Regions from separate parts of the Danio rerio genome. Here region 2 is linked to region 1. Evidence: chromatin contacts called from public Micro-C data. All regions are on one chromosome and are shown on one strand. Each heading gives the region's core, a stretch centred on a gene start, on an enhancer-like site or on the middle of the called end of the contact. The rest is flanking DNA. Distances are from core to core; before and after follow the strand shown.

The links. Hi-C and Micro-C count contacts between places; a contact is called where the count stands out from the background.
Region 2: a Micro-C map of caudal fin shows a contact between it and region 1, with 2.9 times the contacts expected there. The contact joins two enhancer-like sites. A contact is called at or near these places in 2 of 18 Hi-C or Micro-C datasets (caudal fin and embryo).

The regions. Positions count from the first base shown.
Region 1 is chr4:8,862,780-8,865,482 of GRCz12tu, reverse strand. The region is part of intron 15 of erc1b (ELKS/RAB6-interacting/CAST family member 1b); the gene reads right to left. All of the region lies in intron 2 of LOC141381593 (a long non-coding RNA gene), which reads left to right. Among named protein-coding and RNA genes, the nearest start is that of erc1b, 160 kb to the right of the region's middle. Within about 2 kb of position 1,307, at least 6 of the 62 cell types and tissues checked have an H3K27ac peak or open chromatin away from gene starts, as enhancers often do.
Region 2 is chr4:9,140,630-9,143,332 of GRCz12tu, reverse strand. The region is part of intron 5 of wnt5b (wingless-type MMTV integration site family, member 5b); the gene reads right to left. Among named protein-coding and RNA genes, the nearest start is that of adipor2, 28 kb to the left of the region's middle. Within about 2 kb of position 1,347, at least 5 of the 62 cell types and tissues checked have an H3K27ac peak or open chromatin away from gene starts, as enhancers often do.

The sequences.
Region 1 (2,703 bases), core at 58-2,557:
CTTTAATAGTAAGACATAGTTTTCTCTGATCTGTATCTTATATAATATTAATAATTAAAATGATATCTAATACAATAAATATAAATTTACCACCCCTAAAATGGAGAAAGTAAGAGTCTGTGAGAAAATAATTCATTCAGCAGTCTAAAACTGGCAGATTTAGAGTACAGATAGACGTTATAAGTGTTCATAAGACACTTTTCTTGAAAAACAGCTGTTTGAATCTACATATAACCTCAAAGTAAAGTCAAATTATAAGCATAGTTCATATAGCTTAACAAGCAACCTCTGAAATAGCTTATTAGAGAATACAGAATGTACTAAATATCCCTCAAAACACTGAAAACTTGAATAGTTGCATTAACAAAATTTAAATAAATACATCATTTTGATTCACTGAAGTTCCCAGAGATGGGTTGCGGCTGGAAGGGCATCCGCTGCGTAAAAATGTGCTGGATAAGTTGGCGGTTCATTCCGCTGTGGCGACCCCAGATTAATAAAGGGACTAAGCCGACAAGAAAATTAATAAACTAATGATTCACTGAAGCATGTATTAAACACAATAACATTACAAAAAAAGTTGACCATCAATTAACAATTAAATTTATTATTTATAATTGGCACCCTATAGGTATAGCGATCAAATAGCGTCCAATAAAAACCTAAATAAATAAAATTAAAAAATAAATAAAAACTTGACCAAAAAATAAATAAAAAAACTTATTACATCAACTCATGCAGTAAAAACTTGTCTATCATGGTGTTGTTGTTGTAAGTGTTAAATGTAAGAGCTGGTATTGGTGTGTTATTGATGTGCCGTGTGAGGTGCCGAGATCGCGGCGGGCGCCAGATCAGGGCCTTTTCTTCAGCTCAGAAGCTCCTAATCACCTCCTGTGAGAGATCTCCAGACTAGCCCAGATGCTCGGCGCAGAAACATAACACTAATAAAAAGTGCTTAATGCAGCGGCGTGCTGTTTTTCTCCTGCTCTCTCTCCTCTTCTCCTCATCCGTCTCTTCCTACTCTCTCCCGCTTGGCTGCCAAAAGAGCAGCCTCGTCCTCAACGGTGAGCGTCAAGCCAATTTCAACAAGCTGGTCGTTGGATCTCGCTGTGTTTTGGGTGCCGAGCTTTGTGTCTGGATCTCAGCTGGTCGGGAATATTAGCAGAGGAGGGGAGCTTTTATTTCCCTCTAAAGTTTTATCATAAAACTCCAGCCCTGTTTCTGACCGTGGCTCGGATACAAGCTTGACAAAGAGCAGTGGCAGCTGTAAGAGCTATTTATTCTTTGACTAATTTCCATGTCTGTTTTTTGGCCCGGATTGCTAGGAGTCGGCTGTAGCTCTGCCGTCACGCTGCCCCCTGCAGTATGGGGTCAGAACTGACTGCTCTGACTGACTGACTGACTGTTTGAGGTCTGATAATGTCTCGCATAGTTCATCTGTGTATTAAGAGCAGACCTCTAATAATTTAACTCTACCTTTCTGCTTTTGACTATTAGAATAGACTGACATTTTGGTATTTTTCCTTACACAAATCTGTCCTACTCTATGACTCCTGAATTCTACAGCACAAGTCCTATAGAGCATTGTTTATCATCCCTGTCGGGTTTTCTATGCTGGAGTTTTTCATACAGTTATCAGAGAAACCTCTCAGTTAATTCCAATATTTTAATGAGGTGCTACATGTATGGTTTTACCTGTGGTTATGATGATCTAAATGTCTGCATAATACTGCACACGATTATCTACCTTTATTGTGAGTACATTATGGCCTTATGCATATGGAAGTAGTCTATAGCAGTGTTTCCCAACCCTGTTCCTGTAGGCACACCAACAGTACACACTTTCCACCTCTTATTCAAACACACTTGAATCAAAGCATCAGAACATTAGAAGAGACTCGAAAACCTGAAATGTATGGTTCAGCTAAAGGAGACATCAAAAATATCTACTGTATGTAATAACAAATGGAGGATGCAGTACGTCCGAATTCCATTCATACTACGCACATTCATACTACATAAAACATACTTTTCTAATGGTCGTGATTGTTGTCAATTCAGAGTGAGTCTCCAGTAAATGACTCACTTATTTAATTGATTCATTCAGTTTGAGTTTAAAGTAAATGTTACACTGAGACAAATGATCGATTTAGAATGAGTCTCCAGTAAGTGATTCACTGATACAAATGATCTATTCAGAGTGAGTCTCTAGAAAATGACTCACTAATTCAATTAATCTATTCAGAGTGAGTCTCCAGTATGAAATTCAGTGATTCAAATGATCCATTCAGATGGAATCTCCAGTAAATTCACTGATTCAAATGATCCATTCAGACTGAGTCTCTAGAAAACGACTCCCTGATTCAAATGATACATTCAGAGTGAGTCTCCAGTTAATGACTCTCAGATTCAAATGATCTATTCAGAGTGTGTCTCCAGTAAATGATACACTGATTCAAACGATCGATTCAGAGTGAGTCTCTAGTAAATTATTTACTGATTCAAACGATCTATTGAGAGTGAGTTTCTAGTGAATGATACACTGATTCAAATGATCAATTCAGAGTGAGTATCCAGTGAATGATACACTGATTCAAATGATCCATTCAGAGTGAATATTCAGTAAATGATACACTGATTCAAATGATCGATTCAAGTGAGTCTCCAGTAAACTACTCACTGATTCAAATGATCGATTCAGAG
Region 2 (2,703 bases), core at 98-2,597, 280 kb before region 1:
AGATAGATAGATAGATAGATAGATAGATAGATAGATAGATAGATAGATAGATAGATAAATAGATATGAAAAATACACAGAAAGACATCGGAACGCATTGCAATACTGTTTAAAATGCATAGATAGATAGATTCTACATTAACTGCAGTCATTAATGTAATCCAAATTCGTATAGTTCAACTTTTGGCTTAGTAAATTATGAACTATTATTTGCTGCCATTCTTTAATATATAATCCAACTACATGGGATTTTGATCTCTTGGTCTAATTTTTAAATGTATCGATCTAATTACAAGTATCACACGCTACAAGAGTACATGTTATCAGTTACTGTATTCAAATGAATTAAATTAAAGGTTATTTTCTTTCCTGTACATATGGCGAAAAGCTATTTCTTTATAAATTACACTATAAGGTCAGCAAGATATTAGAAATAATCTGATCGTTTCTGCGATAAATATTGCAGCATTAAAAAGATGGTTGGGATAGCACAATTTGGCAGTTATATGGGGAGCTGAACAGTAATTAGGTACAGAAATGGAATAATTACATTACAAAAAAATTATTTCTTCTTTGTCCTGTTTCAAGTCCAAATGTCTAAAAATTCCTAGATCAAGTAAAAAATATTGTTTTGTTTTTTACCTTAAAAATAAATTAAGAGTTTCCTCTTAAAACAAACAAAATTGTTTGCCAATGTGGTAAGTAAAATAATCTTGTTTTCACTTTGAAATGTAGATATTTGCACTAAGATAATTGACAGACAGACAGACAGACAGACAGACAGACAGACAGACAGACAGACAGACAGACAGACAGACAGACAGACAGACAGACAGACAGATAGATAGATAGATAGATAGATAGATAGATAGATAGATAGATAGATAGATAGATAGATAGATAGATAGATAGATAGATAGATAGATAGATAGATAATTTATACAGAAAGACATCGGAACGAATTGCAATACTATTTAAAATGACATAAGAATACTTTGCCGGTTTCATCACACCAAAACAAGCAAACAAACACATGCTCTCTCTCTCTCTCTCTCACACACACACACACACACACACACACACACACACACACACACACACACACACAAACACACACACACACACACACACACACACACACACACACACAGACACACACACACACACACACACACACAAAACGCGGCGCGTGTAAACGGGTGTGTACCTGCATTCCAGCGATGCGCCTATTGAATTCGGAGGGCCACTTTTATTGGCCCTTGGTGCCCAGACTTCAAATAGAGTCCCGGATATCCCGACTCTGTGTCATCGTGTCATTGCATTTCAAAAGCGACGCTGGACAATAGCCCGACTAACACCTCAATATAAACCTCGCGATTGACTGCAAATAAGTCCCGTGCTATTTGGGGGGCACAAGAGGGGGCATGTCGCGCCTTACACCTTGTTTCACTGATGAGCGGAACTAACACTCAATTGAGGCAACCAGCGCTGTCTTCTGTGGGAAAGCTACACGCATATATGAGCATGCATTCCAGTACACACACATTGCTGTCGCTGTATGCATGATGCATGGATGATTGACGCGATATGGGACACCTTTATTCGTTAAATGTGCTATTTGCATGTGGTGCACTGACTAAGATCACTCGTTATTTTAAATAAACGACGGTAAATAACAATCAACAAACTGATGTCAGGAGCACAACGCGTAATTCTCACGGTAAGCTGAGAGCGCGCAACATAAACAAACACACACAATTGTATATTTATCAAATGGCTTAGAAACAGTAGACTTATGCGTCTTAGACACAGAAATCGCCAATAAAACAACATTAAATTAATCATTTAGGCAATCAGAAAGCGTTTGTAAAAACAGTCATATGGGTTTTGTTCACAATATTAACCAATAGGATATAAACTGCAGAAAAAAAACGTTGCAATCCATAAAGCAGAATGATAAAATATACAGACGACCATGCAAGAATCAACTGATATTTATTATTGATTTATAACTCGTGCAATCAATAAGCTAATTAAAAATTAAAATTTATTTATCAATATAACAACCTCATTGTTTATGCATTCTAAGCATATATGACAAAGGCAAGAAGATGAATAGACCCTTTAATATCCTCCAAATATGACATAACTACATGTTTAACTTATCCATGAAGCTTCCTAACTCAAACTGTTAATAGACACCTGGTCATGTGGCTTTTTAGGCCTACACCAGCCACATGTTAAAGACAATGAGTAGTTTCAGATATTGTTGATAACTTCTCTGGAGTCTGGACAAAACATATGAACTCCTTTAACATCAATACTACTTAAAAAGACATGCATTCAGAGGTTTCATGATTTATTATTGTGCATTTCAGAATTTTAGATACTTGTTTTGAGTGCATGTGGGTCAAACATAAGACGTGCATATTGTCTGCATCAAACTATATTTACAAATGTGACTTTATAAACACAGAAAGCATATTAAAAGCAAATAAAAAGCCTGATTAAATGTTGCAAACAACTTTTGTAAAAAACACAATGTCAAAATATTGGTGAAAAAAGTTCTGTTGTCATTCAGTGTGACAGACACATTTATGTAAATAATAAACAACATACTTCTCTTGACTAATAAAAATAACAAGTGATCAAACTAAATTATTATATTTTGAAATAATTAAAATGTTAGGCTGGCAAATGGGTC